Linked DNA regions of Mus musculus: all the other regions are linked to region 4. A link is a contact called in public HiChIP or PLAC-seq, Micro-C and promoter capture Hi-C data. All regions are on one chromosome and are shown on one strand. Each heading gives the region's core, a stretch centred on a gene start, on an enhancer-like site or on the middle of the called end of the contact. The rest is flanking DNA. Distances are from core to core; before and after follow the strand shown.

The links. Promoter capture Hi-C pulls out the DNA fragments that hold promoters and counts their contacts. Hi-C and Micro-C count contacts between places; a contact is called where the count stands out from the background. HiChIP or PLAC-seq counts read pairs in DNA pulled down with a chosen protein or histone mark.
Region 1: a contact with region 4 is called in an H3K27ac HiChIP or PLAC-seq map of embryonic stem cells, with 9 read pairs. The contact joins the enhancer-like site here to the promoter of Stk38 in region 4. A contact is called at or near these places in 5 of 39 promoter capture datasets (the HPC-7 cell line, hippocampal neurons, liver and 2 more), 3 of 15 datasets of contacts at CTCF or cohesin (CD8 T cells, the G1E-ER4 cell line and the NIH/3T3 cell line), 10 of 484 Hi-C or Micro-C datasets (the G1E-ER4 cell line, the HL-1 cell line, bone marrow-derived macrophages and 3 more), 14 of 115 datasets of contacts at active chromatin or transcription factors (the 230-238 cell line, the HPC-7 cell line, the SCID.adh cell line and 8 more) and 3 of 9 other capture datasets (adipose tissue, liver and pancreatic islet).
Region 2: an H3K4me3 HiChIP or PLAC-seq map of embryonic stem cells shows a contact between it and region 4, with 9 times the contacts expected there. The contact joins the promoter of Ppil1 here to the promoter of Stk38 in region 4. A contact is called at or near these places in 7 of 39 promoter capture datasets (the C10 cell line, cranial neural crest, embryonic stem cells and 4 more), 2 of 484 Hi-C or Micro-C datasets (the G1E-ER4 cell line and embryonic stem cells), 23 of 115 datasets of contacts at active chromatin or transcription factors (the 230-238 cell line, CD8 T cells, the HPC-7 cell line and 15 more) and 4 of 9 other capture datasets (adipose tissue, embryonic stem cells, liver and 1 more).
Region 3: a Micro-C map of embryonic stem cells shows a contact between it and region 4, with 4 times the contacts expected there. The contact joins the enhancer-like site here to the promoter of Stk38 in region 4. A contact is called at or near these places in 9 of 39 promoter capture datasets (the 3T3-L1 cell line, cranial neural crest, hippocampal neurons and 5 more), 6 of 484 Hi-C or Micro-C datasets (the AML12 cell line, the G1E-ER4 cell line, embryonic stem cells and 1 more), 8 of 115 datasets of contacts at active chromatin or transcription factors (T-cell acute lymphoblastic leukemia, bone marrow-derived macrophages, embryonic stem cells and 1 more) and 2 of 9 other capture datasets (adipose tissue and embryonic stem cells).
Region 5: an HNF4G HiChIP or PLAC-seq map of pancreatic cancer cells shows a contact between it and region 4. The contact joins the promoter of Mapk13 here to the promoter of Stk38 in region 4. A contact is called at or near these places in 4 of 39 promoter capture datasets (HPC-7-derived erythroid cells, hippocampal neurons, liver and 1 more), 10 of 484 Hi-C or Micro-C datasets (the AML12 cell line, the G1E-ER4 cell line, cerebellum and 5 more), 7 of 115 datasets of contacts at active chromatin or transcription factors (T-cell acute lymphoblastic leukemia, bone marrow-derived macrophages, embryonic stem cells and 2 more) and 3 of 9 other capture datasets (adipose tissue, embryonic stem cells and pancreatic islet).
Region 6: a contact with region 4 is called in a promoter capture Hi-C map of the SN4741 cell line, with 4 times the contacts expected there. The contact joins the promoter of Cpne5 here to the promoter of Stk38 in region 4. A contact is called at or near these places in 12 of 39 promoter capture datasets (the C10 cell line, the HPC-7 cell line, the SN4741 cell line and 9 more), 1 of 15 datasets of contacts at CTCF or cohesin (large pre-B cells), 3 of 484 Hi-C or Micro-C datasets (the G1E-ER4 cell line, embryonic stem cells and pre-B cells), 13 of 115 datasets of contacts at active chromatin or transcription factors (the 230-238 cell line, the HPC-7 cell line, the SCID.adh cell line and 8 more) and 3 of 9 other capture datasets (adipose tissue, liver and pancreatic islet).

What each region holds. Positions count from the first base shown.
Region 1 is chr17:29,158,426-29,161,406 of GRCm38.p6, forward strand. It overlaps Cpne5 (copine V), which reads right to left. Exons shown (of 21, transcript NM_153166.2): 18 at 2,685-2,787; 19 at 1,894-1,951; 20 at 1,527-1,600; 21 at 1-815. The coding sequence ends at 597. Among named protein-coding and RNA genes, the nearest start is that of Rab44, 46 kb to the left of the region's middle. Within about 2 kb of position 1,491, at least 25 of the 459 cell types and tissues checked have an H3K27ac peak or open chromatin away from gene starts, as enhancers often do. A contact at or near this core is called in embryonic stem cells, where this site is marked.
Region 2 is chr17:29,262,258-29,265,224 of GRCm38.p6, forward strand. Ppil1 (peptidylprolyl isomerase (cyclophilin)-like 1) reads right to left here and starts at 1,714. Exons shown (of 4, transcript NM_026845.4): 1 at 1,615-1,714. The coding sequence starts at 1,670.
Region 3 is chr17:28,785,839-28,788,955 of GRCm38.p6, forward strand. No RefSeq gene overlaps it. Among named protein-coding and RNA genes, the nearest start is that of Brpf3, 14 kb to the right of the region's middle. Within about 2 kb of position 1,838, at least 12 of the 459 cell types and tissues checked have an H3K27ac peak or open chromatin away from gene starts, as enhancers often do. A contact at or near this core is called in embryonic stem cells and stem cell-derived epiblast-like cells, where this site is marked.
Region 4 is chr17:29,006,611-29,009,361 of GRCm38.p6, forward strand. Stk38 (serine/threonine kinase 38) reads right to left here and starts at 1,385. Exons shown (of 14, transcript NM_134115.3): 1 at 1,101-1,385.
Region 5 is chr17:28,768,041-28,770,794 of GRCm38.p6, forward strand. Mapk13 (mitogen-activated protein kinase 13) reads left to right here and starts at 1,277. Exons shown (of 12, transcript NM_011950.2): 1 at 1,277-1,488; 2 at 1,971-2,100. The coding sequence starts at 1,370.
Region 6 is chr17:29,236,511-29,239,227 of GRCm38.p6, forward strand. Cpne5 (copine V) reads right to left here and starts at 1,280. Exons shown (of 21, transcript NM_153166.2): 1 at 1,103-1,280. The coding sequence starts at 1,197.

The sequences.
Region 1 (2,981 bases), core at 241-2,740, 150 kb after region 4:
GGATCCCTGTCTCTTGTCCCCTAGCCACTGAAGGGCAGAGAGCAGGAGCAAGTTGGAGTGTGGGGGCTAACCCTGTGCCCTGCAGGTGAGTGGCCCCCAAGTTGAGCAGGAGACATCTCAGTGCTACAAGCTACCTGTGATAGCTCCAGTGACCATTCTAGAACATTCTAGCATACCACTGAGCCTTTGAGGATCAGGAAAGGGGCTCTATCTGCTCACATATGGAGTCCCTAAGAGGGTCACATGCATCCCTGGTAGTCTACCAGTCTGGGGTTCCCTGGAAACAGGACAGGGGATCTCATGGGACTGGGGACACTAGACACTAGGGTAGGAGGAGACAGGAGCTGGAAGAGGCCCAGCTGGGTTGCAAGAATAAGAAAGTCTTGGAGTTGTCCGGCATGGACTAGGGGGGTCCCCTCAGCCCCAGAATCTGTGTACCCCTTGTCTTCTATACCACAGTCCCCTGGATTTGGGTGTGAAGTGGGGTGAGGCCCTGACACCCCATTTCCCGCTGGCCCTCCAAGCAGAGTCTGGGAAACCGACCAGGAGGAGAATAGGGTGTCAGTCTACCCTCCAGGCCCTTGGTCCTCTCAGCTTCAGATATGCGTGTGCACGGGGGATCCAGGAGGTGAGTGGGCTGGGGACTGTGGGGGTGACTGAGCGGGTGCAGCAGGTGGCGGGCGTGGGCGGATGCCCTGTGCCTTCATGTAGGACACCAGTTGGTCCGGAATCTCAGCCAGAACATCCCGGGCCAGGCGGGCCATGCTCAGTACGTGGTTGCCGGTGCGGTCCACATAGTCCCTGAAGGGCACAAACTGAGAGGCAAGGAAGATGGGGTCAAGATGGGGCACGTGGGTCCCCTCCCAGAGAACCCACTCTATCCAACCCCCCCCACTTTGCGAGTTTCCCCGGGGATGGGCCATGCCTCTGTGCTGAGTCCTTCATCTGTATTCCACAGGAGGCCTAACACTGACCCAAGCCCTTCATCGGAGACTAGCAAGGAGAACAGAGGCTCAAAGGATGCTGGGAAAGGCTAACCGGATCCTGCCTCCTTGCTCCCAAGGGATGCTGGGAAAGGCTAACCGGATCATGCCCCCTTGCTCCCAAGGGATGCTGGGAAAGGCTAACCAGATCCTGCCTCCTTGCTCCCTTTTCCTTTCCCACCCCTCTCCAGGGGGACCCTCTCAGTCTCCTAGGACCCCAACACTTGTCTAAACCCACATCTAACCCAGCTTCCTCTCAATGCTGCCAACCTCTGGCTCCTTCCTGTCTCCCTCCTCCTAGGATCCAGGGTGCCACCTCCATCTATGAGGGCTCTCCATGCCACTGGAAGGCCATGTGGCACAGACTCCCTGTGCAGGGCTCTGGATTCCGTGGGAGCATCATTCAGGTTAGAAGGGACTTCCTAGAGGGCAGGGAGGGGTGGGGCTTCCTGAGAAGACTGGCCCAGGAAGGGATTCCAGTGTCTGTCCTTGAGATGCCTGTAAAGGCGCTCTGGCACTGCGGAAGGGCGGGGCCTGTTTCACCTGGACAATGTCTCGCTCAGCCAGCTTCCCCCTGGAGGAGATCCGCACGTCATCACCGTCCAGCTCCACCATGGCTGTAGAGACAAGGGATGTGTGCGTGTGATCAATCCCTCCAATCCCAGGCCAGCCCAGGGCCCTTGCCCCAACACTAGAAATGGGTGGAGACCTAGGGCCCTGCTCCTTGTCTGGGTTGAGGAGCCTGACCTCGGGATGAGGCTGAGACCTGCATGGGTACTGACACACCCTCTCAAGGCACACAAGTCTACCCAGACTGCATGCATGCCTGGGCATGAGCTCCAGCGGGTGGGGACGGGATGCCATGGGGTTCTGTAAGAGAAGGCAGCTGGGAAAGGGACTCTGGACTCACCATCGAACTCGGCCTGGCCCACGCCAACAATGATGATCGACATAGGGAGTTTGGCAGCCTGGGAAAAACAGGGGAGGGGCAAAAAGCTGTGTCAGACAGGTAGGGACTGGAGGGTGGGTCAAACAAAATAGGGCAGGGCAAAGGGATAGAGAATGAAGGTTAGGGGACCCCAAGGAACCCCAAGGGACAGGATAGGGAAAGGACACGGATCAAGAGAAGATAAATTGCTGGGGAGGTGGTGGGGGGCTGGGTCTGCCTGCCTCTGTAAAGCAACCTCCTCCCTCTGGTGCTAGGGCTCTACCATGAGGGGCTAAGGCAGCTGTGGCTAAGGCCCCTTTTCTGAGGAAACCATGGGTCAAGGTTAGGGAAGGGAGCTTTCCTCACTGAGACTCTCTGCTACATGACAGGCAAGCTGGGGCCTAGGGTGGGTGGCTGAGGGGGTCATGGGCTCCCCAGAGAGCATGGTCATCTGTGTGGCTGAGGTCTGAGCTCTCATAGGTTCAGGGCATCTCCATTCCCCAAACCCCTGTCTAATACTCTCTCCGTGTCCTGTCAGTCTCTGTGGAGTAACCAGATGACTTTATGGGGTGGCCAGTAACATTATGGGGGGCAGGAAAAGAAGCCACCCTGTGGTTCTTTAAAAGGAGCACCCCTGGGTTCTCTTAGGGGTAGGACAAGATGTTTTAGTCCCCTCAAACCATGTGTGTGTGTGTGTGTGTGTGTGTGTGTGTGTGTGTGTGTGTGTATGTGAGAGAGAGAGAGAGAGAGAGAGCGCGCCATCCTCCACTCACATTTACAATTGCCTCCTTGGTCTGTGCCATGTCCGAGATGACACCATCAGTGATGATGAGCAGCACAGAATACTGGGAGCCATCCTGCACAGCTGCGGCGTTCCTGTGGGAGTGGGGGTGGTGTGAGCACACAAAGGTGTAGCCTGGAGCCTCTGGCCCAGGCCCCCTGAACAAGGCTCCCAAACTCTCTGGTAGGACCTTAAAGGAAATCAAATGTCTGGGCCTCTTGCTGAAAGGTAAGCAGGTGGTAAGAGATGCTGTGTTTAGTTCTCCAGTGATGTTCCCCGGGGATCGCTG
Region 2 (2,967 bases), core at 464-2,963, 260 kb after region 4:
CCAGCTAAGAGTCAGGATGTTCAATAAATATTTTCTAGCATATTTCTGATCATGTAAACATATCACCTATTGAAACCAAACTTGAATAGAAAAATAAAGCAGCCCTTGTGTTAAAGAGTGGGTCACACTGGTGGAGACGACTCAGCTCCTAAGAGCATGTCCTGCTCTTCGGGAGGACCACACTTCAGATCCCAGCACTCCACCAGGGGGCTCACAGCCACCTGTACCCCCCATCTCCATGGTTTCCAATACCTCTGGCCTCTGAACTCATGTGCACACACACATAATTAAAAGACAAATCTAGGGCTGGAGAGATGGCTCAGTGGAGAGATGCTCTCCCAGAGGTCCTGAATTCAATTCCCAGCAACCACATGGTGGCTCACAACCATCTGTAATGGGATCTGATGTCCTCTTCTGGTGTGTCTGAAGACAGGTACAGTGTACTCATATAAATAAAATAAATAAATATATCTTTAAAAAAAATCAAATCTAAAGAGAATGTGTAAAGCAAATAGGCTGGTTACTTCAAATGTCCACATACACCCATACGAGTGCTTTTATTCTCTTCTCTTAGTGCCTTTAAGGATAAAACAAGGCAGGGGGCTCCTGCTGTACATTACCCACTGAGCTCTGGGGAGAATCTGTATGGCCCAGGTTCAGGAGGTCCAGCAATGTGAGCACTCTGTAGAACTGGGAGCGAGAGCAGTGGTGCGTGCCTTCCTAATGTCTACACTCAGGAGCCAAGGGCAGACAAAATGGGGCTCAAGTCAGTAGACAGGGCAGACCAGGCTCCAAGCAGGGTTCCCTTCAATCAGTATGAAAACCAGGTTGCAGGTAAATCTATAAAATGCACCATTTCTCTGCTAAAACTGGAGGGGTGTGTGTGATACAAAGCCTTCGGGACAGGAGCTGCTAGCAATAGTAAACTGAGCGCAATCACACACAAGGGAGGCAAGGCACTAGGAGGTGGCTTAATTTTATATATTAATATAAATATAATAGAATGTTAGGTAAGCAGTCTATTCTATCCAGCCCAGCCCAGCCCCTGGACTTCTGATCCTCCTGCTTCCACCTCCAGAGTGCTAGGATTACAGGCTTGTGCAACCACACCGAGTATATATGGTGCTGTAGCCCGAGCTTGGGGCCTCGGGCATCCCCAGCTCAAAGATCACTCTTGGATTTTGGAGAAAATAAATTTTCTTCTACTTCCAAAGAAATTTGTTCAGACAACTCTACTTGTCCCGTGATGTTTACACATCTGTCTCCTTCACCATAATCCAGATTTGTGTTTTCAAAAATCCAGGTCCTACGCGCATGGCTTGTGTGATCAACACACACTTGTTGAGAAAAAAAATGAGTGAGTGAGTGAATGAATGAATGAAGATGGAAGGTGGATATAGGTAAATGAACTAATAAACGTCGTGGGGAAAGGACAGCAGATAGAAATCGTCGAGGTCTCCGGGATGTTGGAGGGGCTCCCCTGAGGTCCCTTCAGAACTTACAGGTACTCCCGGCCGCAGCTCTGTGCGTGCGGGCAACCTGCGAGTCAGGCCGGCCACTGCGGCACGAACCCGCGTCCCCTCCACCAATTCCTCCCCCACCTCCAACCCTCACCTAGTCTCCAGGTAGACGTTGGGCGGCTGCCAGGTGTCTGGGGGAATCGCCGCCATGCTGAGCGAAGGTATCCCCCCCGCTAGCAATCACTACTTCCGGCGGAGTTAACCCGGGACCCGCCCCTGGGCACACACTTCCGGTTCCCGCCGATCCGCCCGTTTGCTTGACAGGATTTAGGGCGCTGGGACAAGAATGACGAAGGATCCTTCTTTCTAGGCTGGGAAGAGGGTTGCAAGTCGAAATGCTCAGTGCAGGAACTCAGACAAGTGCAAGATTCTCCAGGGGCGATTCGCGCCACGCTCCGGAACAGTGATTGGTCTGTTTTGGCGCGGAAGGCGGGAACAACCTTCTTCACTCTGATTGGAGGGCTGGAGAATTTCCTAGTTCCCAGACTTGGGTGATGCCCCTGGCTGGCTTTGAACTCAAAAAGATCTGCCTGCTTCTGTCTGCCGAGTGCTGGGATTTAAGGCGTGCACCACCACGCCCAGCGTCTATTCCTTAAAGCAATCCTGTGGATGACAGGAGTCCCGTTTTTCAGCGGAGAAAACTGAGACTCCGCCGTTAAGTGCCACATGGCAAATCTGATCCCACAGACTCCAAAAGCAAAGAGCATGTGGAAAGAGGAAAAGGCTGGGAAGAGAGACAAAGCTTAAAATGACTGTCCCAGGAGATAGTGGTGCACGCCCCCAGCGCTGGAGCGGCAGAGGCAGGGGGATCTCAGAGTTCAAGGCCTGTACAAGGTCTCTTCTACAGAGCGAGTTTCAGGATAGCTAGGACTACTCAGAGAGGTATCCTTGGAGCTGGAAATGCAGGCCAGTTAGTAGACGGCTTGCCTAACAGGGCTTAGTGGGTAAAGTACTTGAATTTAGGTCCCTAGGACCCATGCAAATGCCAGGTAGATATGCACTTGCGGCCTCAGCAACCGGGAAAGCAGAGACCATGGGGAAGAATCCAGGGAGCTGGCTAGCCATCCAGTCTAGCCCAAATAGCTCTCTCCAAGTTCAGTGAGCCACGAGGGAAATGTATATTTTATATTGAACATCCCATAATTAACAACAAAGAAGTAGGAAAATATTTACAAGACTTCCTGAGTTCTAAGATGCATCTACCCTCCCACCCACCCACTTCCTGCACAGCAAAGCAAAAATTGAGCAAATGCTTACTCTTAACAACCTACGGCTCTTCAGAAAATTGAGCAATGCATATTAAAGAGAAGCAATCTGAACCGTAGTGTGCAAGGTACTTACTTACAGGCCAACAGAGCTGTGGGTGAACACTCTGGGGAGGCTCTCCCATTAAAGATCAGATAAATAAAAAAGACTTTAATTTTTTATTTATTTTGTGTGTGTGTGT
Region 3 (3,117 bases), core at 588-3,087, 220 kb before region 4:
CCACCCAAGGAGGAGAAATGCTTCTATTTTGGAACTAAATTTTCCAGTGTGGATATCCTTGTGGTTTAGTGTCATTGTGCTTGTAGCTGGAACAGTTCGTTAATTACAATGCTGATCCACCCCGGTCTCTATTTAACAATGGACGGTGTGTGTGAGTGTGTGTGTGTCCTTCAGATGCCAGACACACTTTTTTTGTTTTTTTTTTTTTGTTTTTTTTTTTTTTTGATACAGAGTCTCTTAGCTAGCTTGCAGCTTGCCAACTGGGAAAGTCTGGCGGGGCCCTGGAGCCTTGCGGGTCCCGTTTAACTCCACCTCCCCAGAGTGAATTACTAGTGAGTGTTATCACTGCTTGGGCCCTGGAGACCAAACGCAGGTCCCAGGCTTGTTTAGCAAGCACTTACCATCTGAGCTACCTCTCACTCCACAGAGCACTTTTGTATGCGATATGATAGTGGTGATGTGTGTGTCTGTGTCTGTGTGCTTCCTGTCTCTGTCTGCCCATGCCGGGGTTACAGGCGCATACAACCGTACCTGACTGTTTATGTGAGTCCTAGGATTTGAACTCAGGCCCTCCTACTTATACAGCGAGTCCTTCTACCTAGTGAACCATCTCCCCAGCCATGGACCACACTGCTGATGTTCCAGAAGTTTCCTAATATAACACAGAAGGAATTGTCAAGGAAGAAGCAGACATTGCAAGTGTTTCTCCTATGTAACAGACATATGTAACCCTGTGCCTCAGACCTGACTCACTTCATCAAAGACCTGAGGTCTTGATGGACAGTACCATTATCTTTGAAAAGCCACCTCCATGCCTCAGATGCTGTGGGACCGTGGGACTGGGATGGAATGCCTACATTTAATGGGGTTGGGCATTTCTGAGGTGGCAGAGAGACCATAAGAGCAGTATTGTGGGAGTTAGTCTTGTCCATGTGACTGGACTTGGGAGACACACTCCTGGGCTTGTCTGTTAGGGTGTCCCCCACCCTAACTGTAGCTGAGGACAGGAGATCTAGCCTGATTGTGGGTAACATCCTCCCATGGCTGGGGTCCCAATGCCAGCTGAGGACCAACCTTGATCTCTCTCCACCCAGGGGCCAGCATGCATGTCTCTGCCTCTTAACGGTTTGGCCCCATAACTTCCCCACCATGGTGGATTATCCTTACAAACCACCCACTAAAAGAAGCCATTTCTCCCTTTAAGTCACTCTTGCCAGGTTTTTAGTTTGCCACAGCCTGGAGAAAAGATAACTAGAATAATTAGGTAGGGAAATTGCCCCCCTCCAGGGGCCCTCCTTTAACTTACTTAAGCTTGTTTATTTTAAGTGCCTTCTCAAACCTCCTGTCCCTGGCCCGCTGACACCCCACCTCCCTACCCCCATCTCTGGGCTCTGCAAACAGAAGAAAACAGCAAGCTATAAAAGGTTTTTTTGGTTTTTTGTTTTTTTTTTTTTCGTTTTGGTTTTTCGAGACAGGGTTTCTCTGTGTCTCCCTGGCTGTCCTGGAACTCACTTTGTAGACCAGGCTGGCCTCAAACTCAGAAATCTGCCTGCCTCTGCCTCCCAAGTGCTGGGATTAAAGGCGTGTGCCACCTCCAGGCTAAAAGTATCTTTTATTTGCCTGAAGTAATTGTCATCTCCAAGGTTTGCTGCCTCCTTCTGCCCGGTCCAGGAAGCTGGAAGCTTCTAAGCTCCATACAGTTTGATTAAGGCCTAGAATCTTTTCAGCCTCTGAGACCGAAGGGTAAGAATAAGCTCACCCTTCTACAGTTCTCTCTGATCTCTGCTGGCTGATGCAACTCAACTGGGTTATATAGAGAAGAGTCTCTGAGGGAATGGCAGCCCAGCCTCTGGGCTGGAAAGTTCAGGGTTGGGGCAGGGTATGCCCGATAGGGCCTGGGGGATGCTGGGAGAACCTGGAGGTCTGGTCTGCTTTGATATGTAAAATATGCACCTCAGACCCTGGTTCTGAAACCAAACAATGGGAGCTTCCTTGTATAAACTAACTTTGATGCTTGGGATTGAAGATGTGTCTGTGTGTGTGTGTGCGCGCGCGCGCGCGCGCGCGCGTGCTAAGGCTGAGCCACACTACAACTAGAAACAGTGTTTTTTTAGTAAATAACACAATTTCAGGGTTCACAGTGTGATCAAATATCCTGCAACAGCAGCTAAAGAAAATTAAAAACCCTGTGACCTGGAGAACAGCTAAAAAGTAAAAAGTAAGGCATCTTAGGGACTAGAGACATGGCTCAGTGGTTAGGAACACTGGCTGCTTCTCCAGAGGACCCAGATTTGGTTCCCAGCACCTGAATAGAGGCTTGCGAGGTCCCAGAAACTGCTTTTTAATTCAGGTCTCCACGGGCATTGAATATTTACACACAGAAATACTGACAGGCAAAACCACTCATACACATAGATAATTTTTATAATTCTTTTTCATTTTATAGCATTTTAAAGAGTGTGTGTGTGTGTTCACATGTGCGAGCGCGCTGTATGTATATGGGTGCCCTCCCAAACTAGAAGTGGGCATTGGATCCCGTGGAGCTCGGGTTTGAACCAGGGTCCTCTGTAAAAGCCTCAAGTGCTCTTATCTACCCAAGGGTCTCTCCAGCTCAGATGCAATCTTTTCTAAGGGAAGTTTTTATAAAAGGAATTTCCGTTTTACAAAGAGGTTACTATATGTCTTCTCCCACCTTGTAAAAAATGCCTTGTGGGATGGGGGCAGTTTATTCCCAGAACTAACACCAGCGCCATCTCCCAGTGCATCATCTCTGCTGGACATCTGAGAGCTGCCTTTTGGCGGTTGGTCGCTTTGTTTGCTCTCTCAGTCAGGACCCTGCTGTGATCCCTGCTGGATGTCATGAACTCCTGCTTGGATGGTTTGTCTGTTTGTCCTTCTAAGTGCTACTCGCTGTCCTTTCTTCTTGCTACATGCTTAATAAACTCAAACCCCAAAGGTCAGTTATTGCAGGCTGCCGCAGCGTTAGCTGGCATAGCCCACAGGGTCTGCCAGTGCAAGTGCATTAGGAGGGATGCTACAGCCATGAGACAGCTTAAGTCTGATAGAACGCCTCACCCCTTATAGGTGGACACTAGAGCAGGGTGCAGCTAAACCCAC
Region 4 (2,751 bases), core at 135-2,634:
TAAATAAAGAAATCTTTAAAAAAAAAAAAAGGAAGAAAGGAAGGAAGGAAGGAAGGAAGGAAGAAAGGAAGGAAGAAAGAAAAGTAAAGTCACAAGTCACAAGTGGGCTGGTCTGTGGAGGCATATTCCTTTAGGAGGCAGAGACAGGAGGATCTCCGTGAGTTCTAGGCCACCTTAGTCTACAAAGCAAATTCCAGGCCAGGCATAGGTACACATTCAGACCCCATCTCAGACAAAATGCTCCATTTGTGAAGTCCACTCCCGGGAGTGGAGAACATGCCTGATGTTGAAGTGGGTGTGTGTGTACACTGGTGTGCTGTCCAGAGTCTGAGGACAGAGCCATCGGGTTAGGAGGAAGCTGCTATCTGATGTTTGGGTGGGGTGGGGCAGGGAGCTATTCTTGCAGCGATGTGGTTTGTTTTTTTTTGTTTTGTTTTGTTTTGTTTTTTTTGTTTAGGGAAACCGTATGTACTGGCTACTTCACAGCCAAGGTGAGCTGAAGGAAGAGGAAGCAGTGAAGCTACTTCACGCCGCTGACCTTCCTATTCATCTTGAAAAAGAGCAAGATTCCCCTATGTCTCTGGGTCCTTTGCAGGGCGCCGCTGGCAGCAGCCGTTATGCGCTTTCTGACACACTTTTCCTCCGACTCTTCTGCCACTTTTCCCTGTCCTCCAGCTCGGTCCCTTTTCTCGAATTTTAACAGTCTGCAGTCCACGGGCGGGGATCTTAAGGTGAGGGGAAGCCCGGTACCCCCTGATCGCGGACTAGGGGGACAGCCTCCAAGGTCCCACACCTACCCCGGGGTGGGGGGAGCTCTCGAAGTGCAGACACCCTCTGGTTCTCTCATCCTAAGGTGCAGAGTGGTACTGACCGAGGTCAGAGGGGACGAGCCGGTGGCAGCAGACACACAAAGCTGGCGACTAGGAAAGGAGGGAGCGGCTGCCTGTCCCGGTTGAGGACAGAGGCGTAGAAAGAGAGGGACGGACAAGGGGGCTCTGGGGACCACAGAGAGAACGCTGACAGGAGCCCTGGAGTGCACAGGAGCTGTGGGACGGCCGGACGAGGCGGCAAGCCTGAGGCGACGGCCGGGAGACACTCACCAGACCCAGGGGGGAGGGAGGCGCGGGGCCGACGGCTACAGAGACGGCGCAGACGCGACGTGCGGGCGGCTCCAGAGCGACCGCGACACGCCGGGGACTCCGAATGAGCGCAGCTGCCGATCCGCGACAGGACAGGACAAAAGGAAGAACCCCAACTGCCGGAAAAGACGGCGGCGCGGAGGGGCCAAGGCTCCCCCGGTACCCCCTCAGACTGTGGAGAGGGGCCGCCGCGGCTGAGACTGCGCATGCGCCCCCCGCCAGCGGCGCTCGCCGGGCAGCGGGACTGCGCGTGCGCGGCGGCGCCCCGCCCACATTTCACCCCTCACCCGACTGCGCCTAGCCGAGGAGGCCCTACGAGTGCAGAGCGGGGCGGGCTCCCTGGTGGCTTTGTGATGGGCTGGACTAGCTGGCCTTTGTTATGTTACTTTTTCTTTTGAAATAATTATAGACTCGCCAGAAGTTACAAAACGAAAACCTGGAAGTTCCGTAAAAGCCAACACCCACCCAGCTTCCCTCAAGGTCTTACATAAGGCACCGGGCTCTGCACCCGGAAATTAACATTGGCTCTCTATCAACTAAACCAATGCAATCAACTACCGTGACGGGGATTTAGCATTTGGCGTGCACTCGCTGGATGATGTCTTTAGTTCTCTGAAATTTAATCTGAGTTTTACCCCATCCTCCTTGACTTCAGATCATTGTGGCCATAAGTCTGTTGGAACCCGTGGCCCTTCCTATTTTTCGTTATTGTAAAGGATTAACGTGCCTTTGTTTGGGATCAGGTGATCTCTCACACCTAACACCTCTCCATTGTGCACAACTTAAAGCCTCTCATTGATTTCCAGAGAACTGAGCCCAGTGCCCTCGATTAGAAAGTTTTAAAGTCCTGAAAAAACGATGAATGGCTCCCTAGAAAGGAGTCCTCTGGGAGCAAGCGAGAAGAGAGCTCCCTCCTGTTAGTCACTTCCCAAGCCGCCCCTAGTAAGTGTTCTGATTTTCCCTTTTCTTTTATGTTTTTTTGTTTTGTTTTTTGTTTTTCGAGGCAGGGTTTCTCTGTGTAGCCCTGGCCGTCCTGGAACTCACTTTGTAGACCAGGCTGGCCTCGAACTCAGAAATCCACCTGCCTCTGCCTCCCAAGTGCTGGGATTACAGCAGGTGTGTGCCACCGCCACCACCACCACCACCACCACCACCACCCCCGCTTTGATTTTGGTTTGGTTTTTTTTTTTTGGTTTTTTTTTTTTTTTTTGGTTTTTCGAGACAGGGTTTCTCTGTATAGCCCTGGCTGTCCTGGAGCTCACTTTGTAGACCAGGCTGGCCTCGAACTCAGAAATCCGCCTGCCTCTGCCTCCCGAGTGCTGGGATTAAAGGCGTGCGCCACCACCGCCCGGCTGATTTTGTTTTTAATTGCATTGTAATTATTGAATTCATTATCTTGCTAATACTTTTTTTACTTTTTTTTTTTTTTTTTTTTGCCTCTTAAAATTTTTTTGAGACAGTCTTATGTAGCTCAGGGTCTCAGGGTAACACAAACAACGTGTTGCTGAGGGTAAACCTTGAACTCTCGAAATCCTCCTGCCTTAGCCTCTCAAGTCCTGATGTGGGTTACATCATGTCTCTCATTTGAAAATAAATTCCCAAGCAGGGGTAG
Region 5 (2,754 bases), core at 27-2,526, 240 kb before region 4:
AAATAAATTAATCTTAAAAAGCTAAAAACAAAACAAAACCATCACCACCAGTATCAAACAAACTCCGGTGGATGTTTAAATCTTTGTGAACTCTGGGGACTGTAGAATTAGCAGCCGTCGACTCTGGGTGTAAGACAGCAAATCTCTCATGAGAAGAAGGATTGGATGCCTGGAGTTTGTTTCAGAAAAATGGGGAAGAGGAATAGAGTCTGAGCCCTGGTCAGTCGCTGAGCCTTAGGATCTGAGAGTCCTGCTTACTGAAAAGACAAGAGTCCTGGGGTCACAGGAGCTCATGTAGAACCCCATGAATTGTAGGGTTCTTGTGTTGTTGTTGTTGTTTGGGGATCTCCGGAGGGTTTTCTGGGAGGAGGGGTGTTGAGACAGAGTTTCTCTGTGTAGCCTTGGCTGTCCTGGAACTCTGTAGACCAGGCTGGCCTCAAACTCAGAAATCCACCTGCCTCTGCCTTCCAAGTGCTGGGATTAAAGGCGTGTGCACCACGATGCCTATTTTTGTTTATTTATTTGCTTATTTGTTTTGTTTAACTATGTGCATGATGACCTGGGTGCTGGAAGCCAAACTCAGGTCATCCTCAAGAGCGGTGCAGTCTCTAACCTGCTGAACAACCTCTCCATCTTTCTGTGGGGTCTCACTATGTAACCTATGCTGGTCTCCAGTTTACTGCGTAGTCAAGAATGACGTTATTTCTCTATCCTTCCTTCCTCCCTCCCTTCCTCCCTTCTTCTCCCCTTCCCTCTCTTCCCACCCTCTCTATCTCTCCCTCCTTTCTTCTATCCCTCTCTTCCTTCTCTGTTCATTCTCTGTATCTCTCCTCTCTAGTCTCTCCTCTCCCTTCTTCCTCAGGGTCTCACCTAGTCTGGCATTGAACTATGTACTGAACTGGACTCAAAATCGTAGCAATTCTCCTGTCTCTGCCTCTATCTCCTGTGTTGAGTACAGACCTGAGCCACCACGCCTTACATGTGAAGGGTATATTTCTTAAACTAGCCCAACTAGCAACAAGTTGAGCGCCCCCCCCCCCGCGCCCTAACCCCATTCCCAACTCTTCCTACAGTCTCTAGGCAGCCTCGCAGGCACCCCTTTCCCGCAGGGCACCCCCCTCCTCCCTCAGCACCTGCAGCAGGTGGCTGGTGGGGCCTGGGGCGTTCGCCGGTGATGGGCGGAGTCCGGAGCGCGGGCGAGCGGTGGGCGGGCCGGGGCGGGAACGTACCTGGGCGAGGCGGCAGGTGCGCCGCCCCACGGGGGAGGAGCGGGCGCGGGGCGGGAGGGGACCGCGGCGGGACACCCGGGCCGGGAGCCCGCGGGCAGCCACCGCAACCTCCTCGCAGGACCGCCACCACGGGGTCCGGGATGAGCCTCACTCGGAAAAGGGGCTTCTACAAGCAGGACATCAACAAGACTGCCTGGGAGCTACCCAAGACCTACCTGGCGCCCGCGCACGTCGGCAGCGGGGCCTATGGAGCGGTGTGGTGAGACCCGGGGACCCCAGGAATCAGAGGAGCCACGGGCCACCCCTCGGCAGCCTCCCCGAGTGAGCCCGGTGGCAGTGGGGCCCCTGTGGGTTGAGTCGCTGGCGAATCTGGTTCTCCAAGGCTGTAACTTTTTAAAAGGGATCTCGGAGTTCGTGGGACAGATCCCTGCGGTTGCAGATGAGGCCCCAAGAGGGGAACTTGCCAAATCGCAGAGCAGGGACTCCTGGCCTGCTCTGCATCCTGTCAGCAAGAACTGCTTCTCTCCTTGCTCTGCCGCCCCTTCCTTGGCGTCGCCCCCTACTCACACACACTCTCTCTCTCTCTCTCTCTCTCTCTCTCTCTCTCTCTCTCTCTCTTTCTGCTGGTCTCCGGCCAGCCTGGGGAGCACAGAATGGGGGTGGCCTAGGACAGGGCTGGAGGGATCTCCAGTTTAGGCCCTTTGCGCCGCCCCTCCCCCTCACCTGCCTGTGACCCCGCAGCTCGGCCATCGACAAGCGGACAGGGGAGAAGGTGGCCATCAAGAAGCTGAGCCGGCCCTTCCAGTCGGAGATCTTTGCCAAGCGCGCTTACCGCGAGCTTCTGCTCTTGAAGCACATGCACCATGAGAACGTAGGCTGCCTCGGGGTGTGGATGTGCCGGGGATCGGAGGGCAGGGAGAGGGGCCCAGGAGGGGCCTGCCCAGGGTCGTGCGCGCAGGGCCAGGAGAAAGAACTTCCTCTGCTCCACCCTGGTTTCTCAGCTCTCTAAGGAGAGCCCAATGAGAAGATGCCAGGGCCTGCCCAGCTCGCTTCCCAGAAAACACACAACCTTTTCTTGATTGTGAGGAGGAAGTAGGCACAGGGGAGCTTCGCGATTGGTTCTGTGAGGACTCCAGTCCGATGAGCCTGGGCACTTGAGCTAAAGCTGCCTCCATTCTGGCCACTCTAAGTCTAACAATAAATACTGAGTATTTAATGCATGCGGGGGTGGGGGCTGGCTAACTTTTATAATCCTCTCCGTAACACATGCCAAGGCACAGAAAGGTTTCCCCGGTTCTGCAGCGGCAGAGCTGAGGTTGGAAGGGGCGGGAGGCAGAGCCTGGTGCCTGACCATTTGACCATCCTGTCTGATGGAAACAGACCCCGTGACCCAGCTCTGGGCCAGGCAGAAGGGCTAGGGTCCATTTCAAATAGAGCCTTGTACATCGTGAACCCTAATCCTTTCAGATAACCTTTCCTCAGTGGCCTCCAGCTTCGAGGTGGAGGGGACTTGCCTCTAGCTCTG
Region 6 (2,717 bases), core at 30-2,529, 230 kb after region 4:
CACCTCAGCAGCTCTCACTTCAAGTCCTCAGGAGGCAGTTTCCCAGAATCCATCCTCTTTCACACCCGAGGCTAGCATCTCGGGACATATGGACACTTGCCCAATGTCTCAATTCAGTAACTCAGAGATGAGGTGGACAATATCTGACCCAACAGCACCATAAAGCCAAGGTGCGTGGTTTGGAACAAGGGTGCGATGGGGCTCTGGAAATGCTATATGGGCCATTGCCAGGACCTCCAGTGAGTTATATCTGGACCACAATGTTCTTCACAAACCTATCAAAGCAGTGTGCCTAGGGCCAGCCACATGCCTGTCCAGCCTCGGGGCAGCCTATTAAGAGAACCTGAGAGGCCCAGCCCCACAGAGAAGGCCAACCAGTATGGCATTACTGGGGACTTGGAGGTGGCAGCCTACAAAACAAACTCCTTCCTCCCCCTCTTGCCTGGGGATTCTGACACTTCCTCATCAGCCCTTCGCTCCTTTGGCTTAAGATTTTCCCATCAGAGTTACTGGTTTTTAATGGCGCCACACCACTCCTAAGTTCGGCAAGGCTTCCTGCTCTCTGAGACTCTTGTCCCGGTTGATCCTTCTTGCTGGAGGCTAAAGCAAGAGGCTTTCAAATCCTGGGTTCTAAGACAGTGGAGGAGAGGGAGAAGGCTGGGGCAAAGGCCAGGGTAGGGGGAGAAAGGAGGTCACGGGAGGCACAGAGGGTCATGCCTGGGAGGAATGGCGCCAGTCCCTCTCAATTCTCCTTTTGGGGAAAGATAAATCAGGGAGAAAGCCAGAGTGGAGACCCTGGAGCGGCTCCTCCCCTTCCCACTCTGCTGCTGGGACCCCTGTTTCCGTGTCTTCCTCCTGTCCTGGAAGCAACAGCTCCGAATGCAAACTTTCTGGGAACCTGACCCCTGCCTGGCTGCCCATTCAGCCATCGCCACCCGCCGCTGGGCAGGGGGTCTCCGAAGACAGGCAGCGGGGCGCCCGGGAGACGAGAACAGTGAAAAGCAGGCTCGCTAAGCAAAGGCTGAAAGCTACAGAGAAAGAGGGATTCCGGCCCAGGGGCGGGGCAGGGTCCCCCCCCACCCCCGAACCGCGGGCGGCTCACCTGCATGACACCGTGATCTCCACCTTGGTAGCCGGGATGCTGCCCGCCAAGGAGTCGAACTCGCTGAGCGACGCCATGTCCTCGGGTTGCTCCATCGCCCACCGTCCCCCCACCCCACCCAAATTAGTCAATATTCCTGCGCGATTCACGCCTCCTCCGGAGCGGCTGCAGCCCTGGGCTGGGCGGCCAGGGGAGGAGAGGAGCGCGAAGAGGGGGCGTGGGAAGTGCGAGCGGGAAGAGGGCGGAGAGCGGGGGCCCGAGGAGAAACGGGGCGCGAGAGCTGCTGCGGGGAGGGGGGGCGCGGCGAGGGAACCCAGGCGCAGCGGGGAGGGGTCCCCTGAGGGGGCGTGGGGACTCGGGGATGGGGGACGAGGACTGAGCCGCCTCGGGCTTGGGGCGCAGCGCCACGTCCTCTGCTAGGGCTCCGGCTCCGGGGTGCCCTGGACTGCGGGAAAATCAAATGTACCCTGAGTCGCCGCCAGCGCCTCCCGCCAGGCGCGCGCAGCGTGCGGGGTCCGCGGGCGCCGGAGGGGCCGCCCGCAGGGGCCGGGGCGGGGCCAGGGCGGGGTCTGCGCGGGGCGAGTGTGGGAGCAATGTGTGAGTGTGTGAGTGTGCGCGCGTGTGTGTGCACGCGCGTGGCAGGCGTGGGGACGCGGCTCCGGATGACGGGGACAGGGCTGGCGACAGCCAGAGACGGTCCCAGGGCGCGCGCCGCCCTCTGCGCAAGTTCCCCCACCCCACTTGTCCAGCCGGGGTCTGCGTGCTGGGGGAGGGGAACGGTCCAAGGGGCACCTGTTTGGGCAGCGTCTAGGCGGGGTTCGGGGAAGAGGGCTCGGCTGAGTGTGCGCACCGCCACCGGAGGGTCTAAGCCCTCCACCCTCCACCTCCTTTTGGGGAGGCGGCGATCAGCCTGGTGCCAGGAAGGCTGGTCTGGTTTCCGACGTAGGGTGGGTCAGTGGGAGCTTGCCCATCTGCCTCTGGTGTCCGCAAAGCCTGGTCTTGGCTAGTCGCCTGAACCTTTACCCAGCTCCTTCGTCGTCCTCCTCCTCCTTCTCTCTTCGTGACCACAGGGGCCGAGCCAACCCCCGGGTCTGTCTGGAAGCTTCCTCCACTAGACCAAGTGGCTGGCCTCAGCTCCCTGGGCTTTGCAACCAGCAACCCAGTATACCAGGCTCAGAGCCCTGCACTGGGAAGCGAGGGGAGCGTCAAAGCATCTCTCAGGCAGACTTCCCAGGCTCAGCCTGCCCTCTGGGCCTGGGGTTGCAGCGCCAAGCCAGCTGTGCACGGAGTTTCCTCTCCAGCAAATCCACCCGTGGCCCCTCCTCAGCCTCGGTGTAAGCTTAGCTGAGACAAGACGCGCGGAGCAGCGGCAACTTCCTCACCCACCACCTCATACATCGTGGATGCCTGTCGCTATCGGTGGTGGCCTTCTGGCAGCCGGGCATTCCGAGCAGGTGCACCCGAACGCCGTTTGAAATCAATTTTCAAAACGTCAGTCAGAGCCCGAGTTGAAGACAAACAGAACACCTTCCTTGGACCTGCACAAGTGATTCCTGTTTACCTAGGGCTCCAGATCAGCTGGACTCAGTTCTGTTGCCTGGGGCAGACAGCCAGG